2 separate regions of the Sus scrofa genome follow, and region 1 is linked to region 2. Evidence: chromatin contacts called from public HiChIP or PLAC-seq data. All regions are on one chromosome and are shown on one strand. The core of a region is the stretch at or near the end of the contact, and the rest is flanking DNA. Distances in the headings are between cores, read along the strand shown. Region 1 overlaps RNF157 (RING finger protein 157). Region 2 holds the start of EXOC7 (exocyst complex component 7).

Region 1 (6,929 bases), core at 1,507-4,006, 78 kb before region 2:
TTTATCCCAAAGGAGCACCCACGTGGACCTTTCCGTTGTTGTTTTTGTGGACTAACCATTAAACATGCTTAATGTTGCACAGAGCAAATGCTTTCAAAGGACACCAGGCACCATGATTTCATGTTAAGAGAGAAAATCAGGGTAAATTCAAAGAGGTAGGTAGAGAGAGTCCCTTGGTGGCCTAGAGGCTAAGGATCTGGTGCTGTCCCTGCTGTGGTGCAGGTGCAGTCCCCGGCCCAGGAACTTATGTATGCCATGGGTGCGGCCAAAAAAAAGAGGTAGGTAGAAATATTGACTGCAGAAGAACTGAAGCACGTTTCCTTTCCCTTTCCATCTTTCTTAGCTACTAGCAGCTGACACTGGCTGGTCATTCCAAGCTCCGTGTAGCTTATTTTGCCCTCCGACCCTAATGAAGAGGGTGCTGATTTGATGGAAAACAAGAGACACATGGAATTGAGACCAAGTTGCAGAGCCTGGACGTGGCTGAGTCAGGATTTGTCCCTGGGGGTCCAGCTCCAGAGCCTGGGGCCCTCGGCCCTTTCCCACTGGTCGGATCAAGGGTACTCGGGAGCCCTGCGCACATCCCAGGCTGGTCCGTTGGAGCAGGTCCCTAAGTGCGGTTTGTGAGATACGGCGCACGAGCCGTTCAAAAGTAGCCAGGGGCGGTGGCATGGTCTCCTGAATCTCTCCTGAGAGTCCCTGCTTGGGGTGTAAATCTGCCTGCTGACCCGACCTCCTGCGTGTCAGCTTGCGTAGGGGAAGGCCCGGCAATTGAAGGCTGATCTGTCGCCTGAGTTCTGCAGAGCTGACCTCCACTGTCCAGGAACTCGCATCTCGCAGTCACTCAGTGGGTATCAGGTTGCAGAGGAAAGAGAACAGCCTTATAAAGCCATCCAGCGGCTCCAGGCAAGGACAGCTCCTCTTCCCAGAGAGGCAGGGACAAAATACATTGAAACGAATTGTTAGATTAAAATATAAATGCTGGAGTTCCCGTTGTGGCTCAGCGGGTTAAGAACCTAACTAGTATTGGAGTTCCTGTCCTGGCTCAGAGGTAATGAACCCAACTAGTATCCATGAGGATGTGGGTTCAATCCCTGGCCTCACTCAGTGGATTAAGGATCTGGTGTTGCCATAAGCTGCTGTGTAAGTCACAGATGCAACTTGGATCCCACGTGGCTGTGGCATAGGCTGGTGGCTGCAACTCTGATTTGACCCCTAGCCTGGAAACGTCCAGATGCCATGTGTATATATAGACACACACACACACGGATATGCAAATGCCATAGACTCCCTGGCTTCTGGGATTTGTGGCATTTGTTGTCATTTCTTTATTTTTTTGGTCACACCTGTGGCATGCAGAAGGTCCCAGGCCTGGGATCAAACCCACCCACAGCTGTGACCTGAGCCACAATGCTGGATTCTTAACCCACAGAGGCACCAGGGGAACCCCAATTTCCTGTCATTTCTGAATAATCAGACTAAGACAAGGACCACTCCAGGGAGTGGTTACACTGAGCGGATCTCCCATTTAGCTTAATCCATCCAAGTCAAGCTTATTATCAAGTCTTCAGGTCAGATTTAAAGAACCAGAGTGTGTGTGTGTGTGTGTATCTAGAAAGATGGCTGAACAGCACTTGGAATCAAGATTTCACGTTTTACTTACATATTATTATTATTATTATTGCCTTTTAGGGCTGCACCCGAAGCATATGGATGTTCCCAGGCTATGGGTCAAATCGAATTGGAACTATAGCTGCCCACCTACACCACAGCCACAGCAACTTGGGATCCTAGCCACATCTGTGACCTACACCGCAGCTCAGGACAACGCCAGATCCCCAAGCCATTGAGCAAGGCCAGGGATCAAACCCAAATCCGCATGGATGCTAGTTGGATTTGTTTTCGCCGTGCCATGATGGGAACTCCCACATCTGTCTCTTAAACGCTTTGCAACCTTGGCAAGCCTGCCGCTCAGGCTCTCAAATTACCCTCTTGAAAAGAGGAGGCAATTCTGACTTTATTAGGAGTGTCGTGCTTGAAAAATGCATTGGAATTGCTGCATGAAAGGAATATGGAGCTGGAGTTCCCCTTGTGGTGCCGCAGATTCAAATCCGACTAGTATCCATGAGGATGCGGATTTGATCCCTGGCCTCGCTCAGGGGGTTGAGGATCTGGCGTTGCTGTGAGCTGTGGTGTAGATCGAAGATGCGGCTCGGATCCTGAGTTGCTATGGCTGTAGTGGAGGCTGGCAGCTGCAGCTCTGATTCGACCCCTAGCCTGGTGAATTTCCATATGCTGTGGGTGCGGCCCTAAAAAGCGAAGGAAGGAAGGAAGGAAGGAAATAGGTTAGCTCACTCACTAACCTCTCAGGTTAGTTATTTCTGCAGCTGTTGACTGCTCTGGGTGGAGAGAATACTGGTTCTTCGTTTACTGTCTCAAGCAGTGAACCGGGCTTCTCGAGGTCTTTATGCTCTGGTCGCTGCACAGAGGAGAGAAGATTGTTGTGTCTGTACAGCATGCTTGTACAACGTTAGGTAAAGGCCATCCCACCCCTTCCTGGATGGCGAAGAGCTGGTGCTGACGTTTTGGCCCTTTATTGCATGAGATCTTATTTTGCTGAGGCAAATTACTGCCACGCTCTCAATTACGTCGAGGCTCAGTGCCTTCGGGATTGTCAGAGTATCGGATGGTATCTCGCCCTACCTGCGTTCAGATCTCTGTCATCTGGGAGGAAGCAGCTCGGTTTTGGTCATTCTCCACATCCTCTCGTTCGTTCTTTCTCAGGCCCCACACACTCTTCTCACGCTCTCTGCAACCAGGCTGCTCAGCTGGCTTAAGAACCAAGGCGGGCTTTCCTTCTTCCTCTAAAGGAGACAGATCCGAAATTGTGCTTACGCCCAGTCCCTGGAAACTGAACTCTCTATTAGTCACAGGTGTGCAGGGAGACCAAGTTCTTGAAAGGAACTTGGCGATGTGTTCATCTGGGAAGCAGAATTTCGCCCGGTTTTGTATCAGCCAGGGTGCCGTTCATTCATTTGTTCAGGAAATACCTACGAGTCGTGTGTTGTGCCGGCAGCTGGGAGTACATGTTGGCCCTTGCCTCAAGGAGCTCCGGCTGAGAGGGGTGGGCGGGTTGCCCCCGACCGTGGTGGATCACGGTCATTCTATGAGAAAGATGGGGCCAGGGCACCCTGGGAGCACAGATGAGTGGGGTCCCCCTGCCCAGGGCCCCAGCTCTGAGGGATGACTTGGACCTGGAGGGTTGAGCAGGATTCCCAGGTGGAGATTGGGAAGGTCGTTAAGGCCCAGTTTACAAGCGACGTGAGGAAGCTCACAGGTGCAAAGATGCATGACAGGCTTCCAGATCGCAAATGGACTGAAGGGACTGGGGGCCGATGAGGTTGGAAGGATAAACTGGGCCCATGTTTGAAGGGCCGTGAATGTCGTATTGAGCAGCTTATAGTTCTCTGTCCACGGCAGGAAGAAGGTCATGGTCAGGAGAAGCTCGTCAGTGACCAGCTTTGGGGTGTAGTTACGCTGTTGCCATCCTGGAGCCTCCATCTATAAAAATACCTTTTTTTTTTTTTGGCTGCACCTGCAGCATATGCAAGTTTCTGGGCAAGGGATCAATCCAAGCCGCAACTGCAACCTGAGCTACCATGGAGATAACACCAGATCCTTAACCCACCATTCCACAGTGGGAACTCCCTAAAAAGACCCGTCTTGCTGGCATATTTTAAGAATTCAAACCGTGACAACAATTATGATTTGGTTTTCATTTTAGAAAGTTAACTCTTTAAATCCACTCAGTGAATTAGCAGTAGAGTGAATGGAAACAAGAGGAAACAGGGAACCCGTTAGGAAGTAGCCGTTATTTTAATGTAGTTCAGAATGAAACGTGCCTGAACTAGGACTGTGGCATTCAAAACCAGGGACGGGGCAGGTTCAAGAGCTGCGGGCCGTGCGAGGCGGGGAAGGGATGCTCAGGGTGGGTTTTGTCTGCAGGTCCATGTGTGTCCAGGCCCCCGGGTAACCGGACAGGTTGGTCACAAGCATCTCGTGCCTTCGAGCCAGGCTGCGGTAACAGAGCACCGCAGGCCGGTGGCCTAAACATCAGAAAGTCATTTCTCACAGTTCTTCTGGAGGCCGGGAAGGCCAAGACCAAGGCGCCAGCAGATTGGGTTGCTGGCGAAGTCCCTCTTCCTGGCCGGTGACGACGCCTTCGTCCTGTGTCTTCACGTGGCAGAGAGAGGCTTGATGTCTTTCTTCCTCTTCCCATGAAGCCACTGATCCCATCTTGGGGACCCCACCCTCCTGGGGACCTCATCTCACCCTTATGGCCTCCCCAAGGCCCCATCTCCGGCTGTCGTCACATTGGGAGTTGGTCTTTGCCGTATGAATGGGGGCGGGGGCGGGGGACGAAACGGGGTCCAGAGCACAATCAGAAGTCTACGGAGAGGGGGCCTCTTTCCTCTGTGTGCGTGGGATTGGATTTTTTGCCTTTTGCCTGCTGTCTTCTTTCTTTCTTCCTTCCTTTGTAATTGTGCTGCAGCTGGCTTTTGTTGGGGGCGTTCAGTTTGGCAACATCCCTTTTTCCGCTGCGGCCCAGCTGCTTCACGGCTCCGCACCGCCGTGGGAAGGAAAACTCACACGCGCGTGTGTCTCCTCTGCCCTCGGGGTTCTACTGCAGCGCTGACTCACTTTTGACCTCAGTGGGCTTCCCGCACATCGGGCAGGACTCGTTAGACAAATTATAGCGTGTCGAGGCGATGAACCGGTATTCAGCCAAAAATAAAGTCGATCTGTATCCCTTGAGATAAAAATATATCCACCACCGCATAGTTTGCCTAAAAAAAGCAAGATGCTATATATAATGAGGAGTCTGGTTTCACTTCTGATAAAAAAAATAACAGCGTATAAAAATATATGTGTACATTTATGTTAATATTCACAGGTGCATAAAAATTCATCAGAACAGTGCATTTTTAGCTGTGAACCCGTGTCCTCTTGGGGTTCCTCAGGGAGGGGAGCTGCTTCTTGCTTCGTATTCTCTCTTGTTTGAATTTTCCCTGGTGAACATGTTTTCATGTTTTAACTAAAAGCATTTTAATATTCTTTAAAAATAGAGAAGGGACTCTTGCTGGGCTCAGGAAGGAAGTAGGTCTGGGAGAATATGTAGAAGTAGGAAAATTAAGGAAGTCGACAGTATAATGGGTTTTGTTTATTTATTTTTTTTTAGTGAACTGCAGGAAGGGTGGGGTCTGCCGAGTGGGGTTTCGGCATGGACCAAGAAGTGGCTGTGGCTTGCAGAGAATGACAGAGACCTCAGAGTGAGCATGGGAAGGGATGGAGCTGGTAGCTTCATCCTCTTGGTGTCAGCGTGCAAGGATTTCACCTTTAGAGAAATGTCAGGTTCGGTGTGGATACAGCCTTCTTTTTTTAGGGCTAAACCCTCGGCATATGGAAGTTCTCAGGCTAGGGGTTGAAATGGAGCTACAGCTGTCAGCCCACACCACATCCACAGTAATGTCAGATCTGAGCCTCATCTTTGACCTGCACCACAGCTCATGGCAACGCCAGATCCTTAACCCATGGAGCAAGGCCAGGGATCGAACCCATAACCTCATGGATCCCAGCCTGGTTCGTTAACCACTGAGCCATGAAGGGAGCTCTGATGTGGCCTTCTTTTAACAACCTGAGAGCAAAAGAAAACCCAGGCAGCTTTACATGAGGATTTTAAAATTTTTATTTATGTTTATTTATTTTTGTCTTTTTAGGGCCACACCCCTGGCATATGGAGGTTCCCAGGCTGGGGGTCCAGTCGGAGCTGCAGCTCCCGGCCTACACCACAGCCACAGCAATGCAGGATATGAGCTGTGTTTGCAACCTATACCACAGCTCATGGCAACACTGGATCCTTTAACCCACTGAGCAAGGCCAGGGATCGAACCTGTGTCCTCATGGATATTAATCCCGTTTGTTGCTACTGAGCCACCACAGGAACTCTACATAAGGATTTTTTTTTTAGAAACAGCATTTCTGGGAGTTCCCTGGTGGCTCTGCTGGTTAAGAACCTGGCATTGTCACTGCTGCAGCTCAGGTTCCATCCCTGACCTGGAATTGCTACGTGCCAGCAAACGGAAACAGCTGGAGATATAAAGATGGATAAAATGAAATCCCTGCCTGAAGGAACTTACTTATAACCCAGGAATATCTGCATGTTGGAGGAGGGGCTGGCGAGCAAAGGCACAGAAACCTCTAAGCAAGGTGGTGTGGGGCCTTGCACATGGCTCAGGGTACCGGAGGGTCGGAGGAGACACAGCAAGAGATAAGGCTGTGGGTGCCAGCCTAGACCAGGGGCCCTGTGTGCCTTCCTGCCAACTTTGGACTTTTATCCTGTGGGCGCGGGGAGCCACTCGTGGGTTTTAAAGTGGGAGTCCTGGAGTTTCCGTCGTGGCTCAGTGGTTAACAAATCCAACTAGGAGCCACGAAAGTTGCAGGTTCGATCCCTGGCCTCGCTCCGTGGGTGAAGGGTCCGTTGTTACCGTGAGCTGTGGTGTAGGTCGCAGATGAGGCTTGGATCCTGCGTCGCTGTGGCTCTGGCGTCGGCTGGCAGCTGTAGCTCCCATTCGACCCCTAACCTGGGAACCTCCACATGGCTCGGGAGCAGCGCTAGAAAAGGCAAAAAGACCAAAAATAAAAATAAAAAAACAAAAACCTGGGGGTCCTCTCACGTGCGTTTTGGCAGATTTACTCAGAGGACCGTGCGGACGACGAGTTAGAGCTGGACGTGGGGCTGAGGTGACTGTGAGGACAGATAAAGGAGAACCACTTGTTCACGCGGGACCTGATGCAGTCTGACCCCGGGGCGCAGAAGGACGAAGCGGGCCCTGATCAGGGAGGCGGAACTGCCGTTGGAAACCGAGGAG
Region 2 (7,196 bases), core at 348-2,847:
GAGATATTGGATTATAGTTTTTCTTTCTTATAATGGAACTAGGAAGTTACCAAACTAAAGAACAGTGTGTGAGGAGTTCCCATCGTGGCTCAGTGGAAACGGATCCGACTAGCATCCATGAAGACGCAAATTCAATCCCTGGCCTCGATCAGTGGGTTAAGGATCTGGCATTGCCGTGAGCTGTGGTGTAGTCGCAGATGAGGCTGGGATCCTGCGTTGCTGTGGCTGTGATGTAGGCCAGCAGCTGTAGCTCTGATTGGACCCCTAGCCTGGGAACCTCCATATGCTACAGGTGCAGGGGCCGCCCCCCCAAAAAAAAACAGGCTGTGAAGGGAGCAAGCTCTTGCTTCCTCCCTATCCCCCACCCCCCAGAAAGAGCATCCCTGAGAGTTGGGCAGTTGGGGCCTCTAGGCGACCCTCACATTTGTGCTCTGAACAAGTTTGGGAATGAAAGCCAAGCAACCGAGGCTGCAGCTGAAACACCGCTTTCTCCTTTGGCTGAAGCAGCTTGTGCTGAGTATAGTTAGGGAATCACAGCTTTTACCAAATCAGTGTCCACTGCCAACAGCATGTGCCTGACATTGGGCTGGGAATCACCGAAACTGGTCTTTTCATTCTTTTATTTATTTATTTAATTTTTCTTCTTTTGGTCTTTTTAGGGCCGCACCCACAGTATATGGAGGTTCCCAGGCTCGGGGTCGGGGACAGAGTGCTCACCCATGGCCCCAACAGCATCTGAAACCATAATCCTGACTTGTGAGCCACCCAGCCCGGCCAGGGTGTCTGCTTTGGAGAGGGCTGTGTGGTTTTACTGGCGGGGTTGGTGAGGACCAGGCTGTGGGTAGAGAACTATAAGTCTGCAAACAGTGCAAGGCGAAGCCTGAGAGATCTGAGACCTGTCTAAGGGCTTGGGGCCCAGGGTGGTGGTGTCCTTAGGGAGAGACTGAGGCATGCATGCATTCAGACACACGGGGAGCATTTCTCACGGGCCTTGGAGGAAATCAGAAAGCCTTGGTTCCTGCGGCTGCCGGAATGTCTCAACTCCTTGGCGGGGTCTCCTCTAAATACAGCTTGGGGGCGTGGCCGGGGGTGGGGTTGGGAGAGGGTAGGGGACTGGTTCAAGGTTACTGCAGGTACGTATGCTCTGGATCCACTGCAAAACCTAGTTACTTGCACACTGGGCCTGTTCCGTGAGCTTTTAGGGCCAAAGAGGGACACTACACAGGTCCTTGGTTCATTAAATGGGCACAATTGGGTATCTAGTGTGTGACAAGCTCTGTGCTGCGTTTTGTGGGAAAGGCGACATTGGTGCCTGGATTCAGACTTCGATCTGGAGAAAGGAGTTCGTCATTGATTTTGTGAAAGGCGTAAACCTTCCCCCGAAGACGGCCAAGTGAGCTGTTACTGTTCTGCCAGCGACAGGACAAAACACCACCCAAGAACCTTCTCTGATGAGAACAGCAATCCCTTCACCTAGGAGAATCCAGGCCACACCTCCCTGCCACACTCAAGATGGCCACTCCAGACCGCTGTACTGAGTTCTACGCAGGCGCACTTCCACCTGCCACTCCCAATATGGCACCACTAGCGCGCCCCGGGGCGGGGCCACGGGCGGAAGTAGGTGTGACAGGAACGGGAGCCGAGAGGGTCAGCTGGGACGAGGTACTGGGCAGTGGGAGTCGCAGAGTCGAAGCCATGATCCCCCCGCAGGAGGCGTCCGCCCGGCGGCGGGAGATCGAGGACAAGCTGAAGCAGGTGGGGCTGGCACTGGGAGGCGGGGGAGGGGAAGGGGCCGAGATCCGGGCCAGGCATCCACTCAGGGAGGCGTCAGGAGTGGGAAGGGGACACTCCCTGCCAGGAGACTGAGTAGGGGGCGAGACCACGGGAGCGGTGAGCTCCTTTAGCCTCCGGCTTCTGGTGATGTCCTCCTTTGCGCTCCCCCCAGGAGGAGGAGACGCTGTCCTTCATCCGAGACAGTCTGGAGAAGAGCGACCAGCTCACCAAGAACATGGTGAGTAACCCCTCCTCAGCTGGGGGGGCTTCCAGGCGCTGGAGGAGACCCTGCGACCCGGTCGTGCCTGGACCTAAGGGCTGGGGTTCTGGTCTGGGTAGTGACAGCCGTGACGCGTGGGTTTCTCCCGCAGCAGTGTGGCACGTCTCTTACCCCTTGTCAGCCCCTTGGCCTCAGATGCTGCAGTCCCCGCTGGCCTGGACTTTCTGATCTCTGCCTAAGTTCTCCATGCTTCCTTCTCTCCTCTGCAAACACTTAGTGAGACTGACCTAAGTGGGTTGGATGCTGGCCATGTGTCACCCTCAATTCAAGTGAGGGTAGGATGGCCAGGTTACCACTTCTTTTTTTTTTTTTTTGTCTTTTGTCTTTTTGTTTTTGTTGTTGTTGTTGTTATTGTTGCTATTTCTTGGGCCGCTCCCGCGGCATATGGAGGTTCCCAGGCTAGGGGTCCAATCGCAGCTGTAGCCACCGGCCTACGCCAGAGCCACAGCAACGCGGGATCCGAGCCGCGTCTGCAACCTACACCACAGCTCACGGCAACGCCGGATCGTTAACCCACTGAGCAAGGGCAGGGACCGAACCCGCAACCTCCTGGTTCTTAGTCGGATTCGTTAACCACTGCGCCACGACGGGAACTCCATTTTTTTTTTTTTTTAACGCAGTGAATTTTATTACGTTTATAGTTGTACAACGATCATCACAACCAAATTTTATAGCATTTCCATCCCAAACCCCCAGCCCATCCCTCCACCCCCAACCTGTCTCCTTTGGCAACCGTAAGTTTTTCCAAGTCTGCGAGTCAGCATCTGTTCTGCAAAGAAGTTCATTGTGTGCTTTTTTTAGATTCCACACATAAGTGAGAGCATTTGATGTGGGTGTCTCACTGTCTGACTCACTTCACGTAGCATGATCATTTCTAGGTCCATCCATGTTGTTGCAAATGCCGTTCTTTCTTTCCTTTTAACGGCTGAGTAATATTCCATGGTGTATATGTACCACATCTTCGTTATCCACTCCTCTGTCCATGGACATTTAGGTTGTTTCCATGTCTTGGTTATTGTGTATAGTGCTGCAGTGCACATTGGAGTACAAGTATCTTTTCGAGTCATGGTTTTCTCTGGATAGATGCCCAGGAGTGGCAGGTTACCCCTTCTGAGATTACTGACTCACCTTTCACTCCAGAGGGCTTGAGGGGTAAAATGAGCTCTGAAGTCAGATCTGGGATCTAGTCCTTGCCCCTCCACTTGTCCGCGTATAGCTTGCTGACAGGTAACTCTGATCCTCAGTTAACTTGTCAGCTGAAACAGAGATGATGCCAGCCTCCCATAGCTCTGAAGGTCACAGAAGCTAGTGCAAAGGGACGTGTCAATAAGTATGAGTTTCTTCCTTATTCCTAGAGGAGACTGGAAAAACATAGGCTGTTTAGTAACACAGTCAGCAACTGCTAGTTCTTTCTTTTTTTCTTTTTGTCTTTTCTAGGGCCGCTCCTGTGGCACATGGAGGTTCCCAGGCTAGGGGTCGAATCGGAGCTGCAGCTGCTGGCCTACCCACAGCCACAGCCACAGCCACACCAGATCCCAGCCTCATCTGCGACCTACACCGCAGCTCATGGCAACGCCGGATCCTTAACCCACTGAGCAAGGCAGGGACCGAACCCGCAACCTCATGGTTCCTAGTCAGATTCGTTAACCACTGCGCCATCACGGGAACTCCTGCTAGTTCTTATTTAATGAGATTCACCCTTAGAAAGGGTTAGGAAGGTACCAGCAATGCATTTGAGGCTACTCTGTATGAAACTACTTCCTGTTCAGTCTAGAACGCTCCAGAGAGAATAGAAATTGAGCTTTGGCTTCGGAGGGTGGACGAGAAGCATTCTGAAGTGATTATCTGCGGAGGAATTAATTTCATGCCTGGCTTGCCTTCACATTAATTGATGTGGGCTACCTCCTGTGTGCCGGGCACGCGGTAGCTGCTGGGGATTCAGTGGGGAAGAGATGTCCCCCGTCCCTTCCCTCATGGGCCTGGTTGTCTAGAAAACCGTAGAAAAAGGCAGCAAATGCCAAAGACCCGGTGGGTGGCAGAAGCGGCTTGGGGACCACCCGGCGGTCTGCGAGCACGGGGCTGCCCTCCCCCTGCAGGTGTCTATCCTGTCGTCCTTTGAGAGTCGCCTCATGAAGCTGGAGAATTCCATCATCCCCGTGCACAAACAGACGGAGAACCTGCAGCGGCTGCAGGAGAATGTTGAGAAGACGCTGTCCTGTCTGGACCACGTCATTAGCTACTACCATGTGGCCAGTGACACTGAGAGGATCATCAGGGAGGGGTGAGCCAGGGCCGGAGGGTCACCTGCCTAACGCCTCCGGGCCAGCCACCCCAGGCCTTGGAAGGGGGGGTAGAACGTATTTGAACCTTGGGTCGCCTGGGTGAATTCTCTTCTCCCCTGTCCAGGTATCATTCCTGGGGCCCTCCCTCTTCATCTTCCACCTGCCCAGGCTGATCCAGCTCTTTTCCTTTCCAGCCCCACAGGGAGGCTGGAGGAGTACCTGGGAAGCATGGCCAAGATTCAGAAGGCTGTGGAGTATTTCCAGGACAACAGCCCAGACAGCCCAGAGCTCAACAAAGTGGTAAGAGGCCAGCAGAGTGATGTGACAGGTTTGGGGACACCAGTCCCTGCCATGGTCTCAGGAGAGACCCTGGATCAGCTTAAAGGAGAATGTAAGAGATAGAACAGAAACATAGAGTATACGACACGCATGGTGGGCACTCAGAGCTCCATCTCAGGAATTACAGATAGACCTTTCCATTACATTTTAATAATTTAAATTATGTTATATATGCAGTATACAGTTAACATTTGGTTTTTTTTTTTTTTTTTTTGTCTTTTCGCCATTTCTAGGGCTGCTCCCATGACATATGGAGGTTCCCAGGCCAGGGGTCGAATCGGAGCTATAGCCGCCGTCCTACGCCAGAGCCACAGCAACACGGGATCTGAGCCATGTCTGCGACCTACACCACAGCTCACAGTAATGCCAGATCCTTAACGCACTGAGCAAGGCCAGGGACCGAACCCGCAACCTCATGGTTCCTAGTCGGATTCGTTAACCACTGCGCCACGACGGGAACTCCTTAACCTTTGATTTTTATAAATGCATTGGTTTTTTTTTTTATTGTAGCAAAAAATACCTCACATTTGCCATCTTGGGGAGTTCCCTTGTGGCGAAGCAGGTTAAGGATCTGGTGTTGTCACTGCAGCAGCTCAGGTTGCTGCTGTATAGCAGGATCGACCCCTGGCCTGGGAACTTCCACATGTCTCAGACACAGCCAAAAAGAAAAAAAAATTACCATTTTATCCATTTTTCGGTGAATAATTCAGTGACATGGACTACAGTCACATTTTTGTACAACCATCTCCAGAATTCTTCTCATCATCTCAGACTGAAACTCAGTAGCCATTCAACAATAGCTCCCTTTCTCCTCTCCCTCAACCCTGGCCATCATCACTCTTCTTTTTTTTAATTTATTTTTTAAAAATTACTCAGTGAATTTTATTACATTTATCGTTGCGCCGTGATCATCACAACCGGATTGTATAGCATTTCCATCCCAAACCCCCAGCCCATCCCCCACCCCCACCCTGCCTCCTTTGGAAACCCTAAGTTTTTCAGTCTGTGAGTCAGTGTCTGTTCTGCAAAGAAGTTCATTGTGTGCTTTTTTTAGATTCCACACGTAAGTGAGAGCATTTGATGTGGGTGTCTCACCGTCTGACTGACTTCACTTAGCATGACCATTTCTAGGTCCATCCATGTTGCTGCAGATGCATTATTTCTTTCCTTTTAACGGCTGAGCAATATTCCATGGTGTATATACCACATCTTCATTATCCACTCCTCTGTCGATGGACATTTAGGTTGTATCCATGTCTTGGCTATTGAAAATAGTGCTGCAGTGAACAGTGAAGTACATGTATCTTTTCAAGTCATGGTTTTCTCTGGATAGATGCCCAGGAGTGGGATTGCTGGATCAAATGGTAATTCTGCTTTTAGTTTTCTGAGGCATCTCCATACTGTTTTCCACAGTGGTTGCACCAATTTACATTCCTACCAACATTGTAATAAGGTTCCCTTTTCTCCACACCCTTTCCAGCGTTTATTTTTTGTAGACTTTTTGATGATGGCCATTCTGGCTGGTGTAAGGTGGTACCTCATAGTGGTTTTGATTTGCATTTCTCTAATAATTTGTGATGTTGAACACCTTTTCATGTGTTTTTTGGCCATCTGTATGTCTTCTTTGGAGAATTGTCTGTTGAGATCTTCTGTCCATTTTTTGATGGGGTGGTTTTTTTGTTTTTTTTTTTTTTTTTTTTTTTTTGGTATTGAGCTGCAGGAGGTGGCTTATAAATTTTAGAGATTAACCCCCTGTCAGTGGCTTCATTTGCAAGTATTTTCTCCCATTCTGTGGGTTGTCTTTTTGTTCTGTTTAGGGTTTCCTTTGCTGTGCAGAAGCTTTTAACTTTAATTAAGTCCCATTTATTTTTTGTTTTTATTACCATTACTCTAGCAGGTGGATCCGAGAAGATATTGCTGTGGTTTATGTCGGAGAGTGTTTGGCCTGTGTTTTCCTCTAAGAGTGTCTGGTCTTATATTTAAGTCTTTAATCCATTTTGAGTTTATTTTTGTGTATGGTGCTAGGAAGTGTTCTAATTTCATTCTTTTACATGTGGCGGTCCAGTTTTCCCAGCACCACTTATTGAAGGGGCTGTCTTTTCTCCGGTGTATATTCTTGCCTTCTTTGTCATAGATTAGCTGACTGTAGGTACGTGGGTTTCATTCTGGGATCCCTCTTCTTTCTGACCCTGTGAATTTGACTACCCAAGGAACCTGCATTCACATGTCTGTATTCAGCTTTTTTGTGTTATATCTTTGTGTTTAAGTGTTGGGGTCTTTAAGTCACTAGAGGGAGATGGAGTAGGGCTGGGCCGTGAGGTGCACGCAGCGCACTGAGGAATGGAGAGCATGCCACCAGAGAGACGGGGGGCGCAGAGGTCCGAGTGGGTGAGGAACATTGGAGGGAAGGCCGCCTTGGACCAAGTCACCTGGCCCAGCTTCCTGGTGGCGTCACAGCTCTAGCCCAGAGGTATGGGTCTTATCCAGAAGACGGAATAGGCTCACGACCAAAGATGGGAAAC

Evidence for each region. HiChIP or PLAC-seq counts read pairs in DNA pulled down with a chosen protein or histone mark.
Region 1: an H3K27ac HiChIP or PLAC-seq map of skeletal muscle shows a contact between it and region 2. The contact joins the enhancer-like site here to the promoter of EXOC7 in region 2. A contact is called at or near these places in 2 of 5 promoter capture datasets (both in liver), 15 of 47 Hi-C or Micro-C datasets (alveolar macrophages, blood, embryonic fibroblasts and 7 more) and 2 of 2 datasets of contacts at active chromatin or transcription factors (alveolar macrophages and skeletal muscle).

What each region holds. Positions count from the first base shown.
Region 1 is chr12:5,251,220-5,258,148 of Sscrofa11.1, forward strand. All of the region lies in intron 2 of RNF157 (RING finger protein 157), which reads left to right. Among named protein-coding and RNA genes, the nearest start is that of RNF157, 29 kb to the left of the region's middle. Within about 2 kb of position 2,757, at least 9 of the 83 cell types and tissues checked have an H3K27ac peak or open chromatin away from gene starts, as enhancers often do. A contact at or near this core is called in fetal skeletal muscle and skeletal muscle, where this site is marked.
Region 2 is chr12:5,329,898-5,337,093 of Sscrofa11.1, forward strand. EXOC7 (exocyst complex component 7) reads left to right here and starts at 1,598. Exons shown (of 20, transcript XM_003357964.4): 1 at 1,598-1,755; 2 at 1,946-2,011; 3 at 4,150-4,334; 4 at 4,530-4,635. The coding sequence starts at 1,696.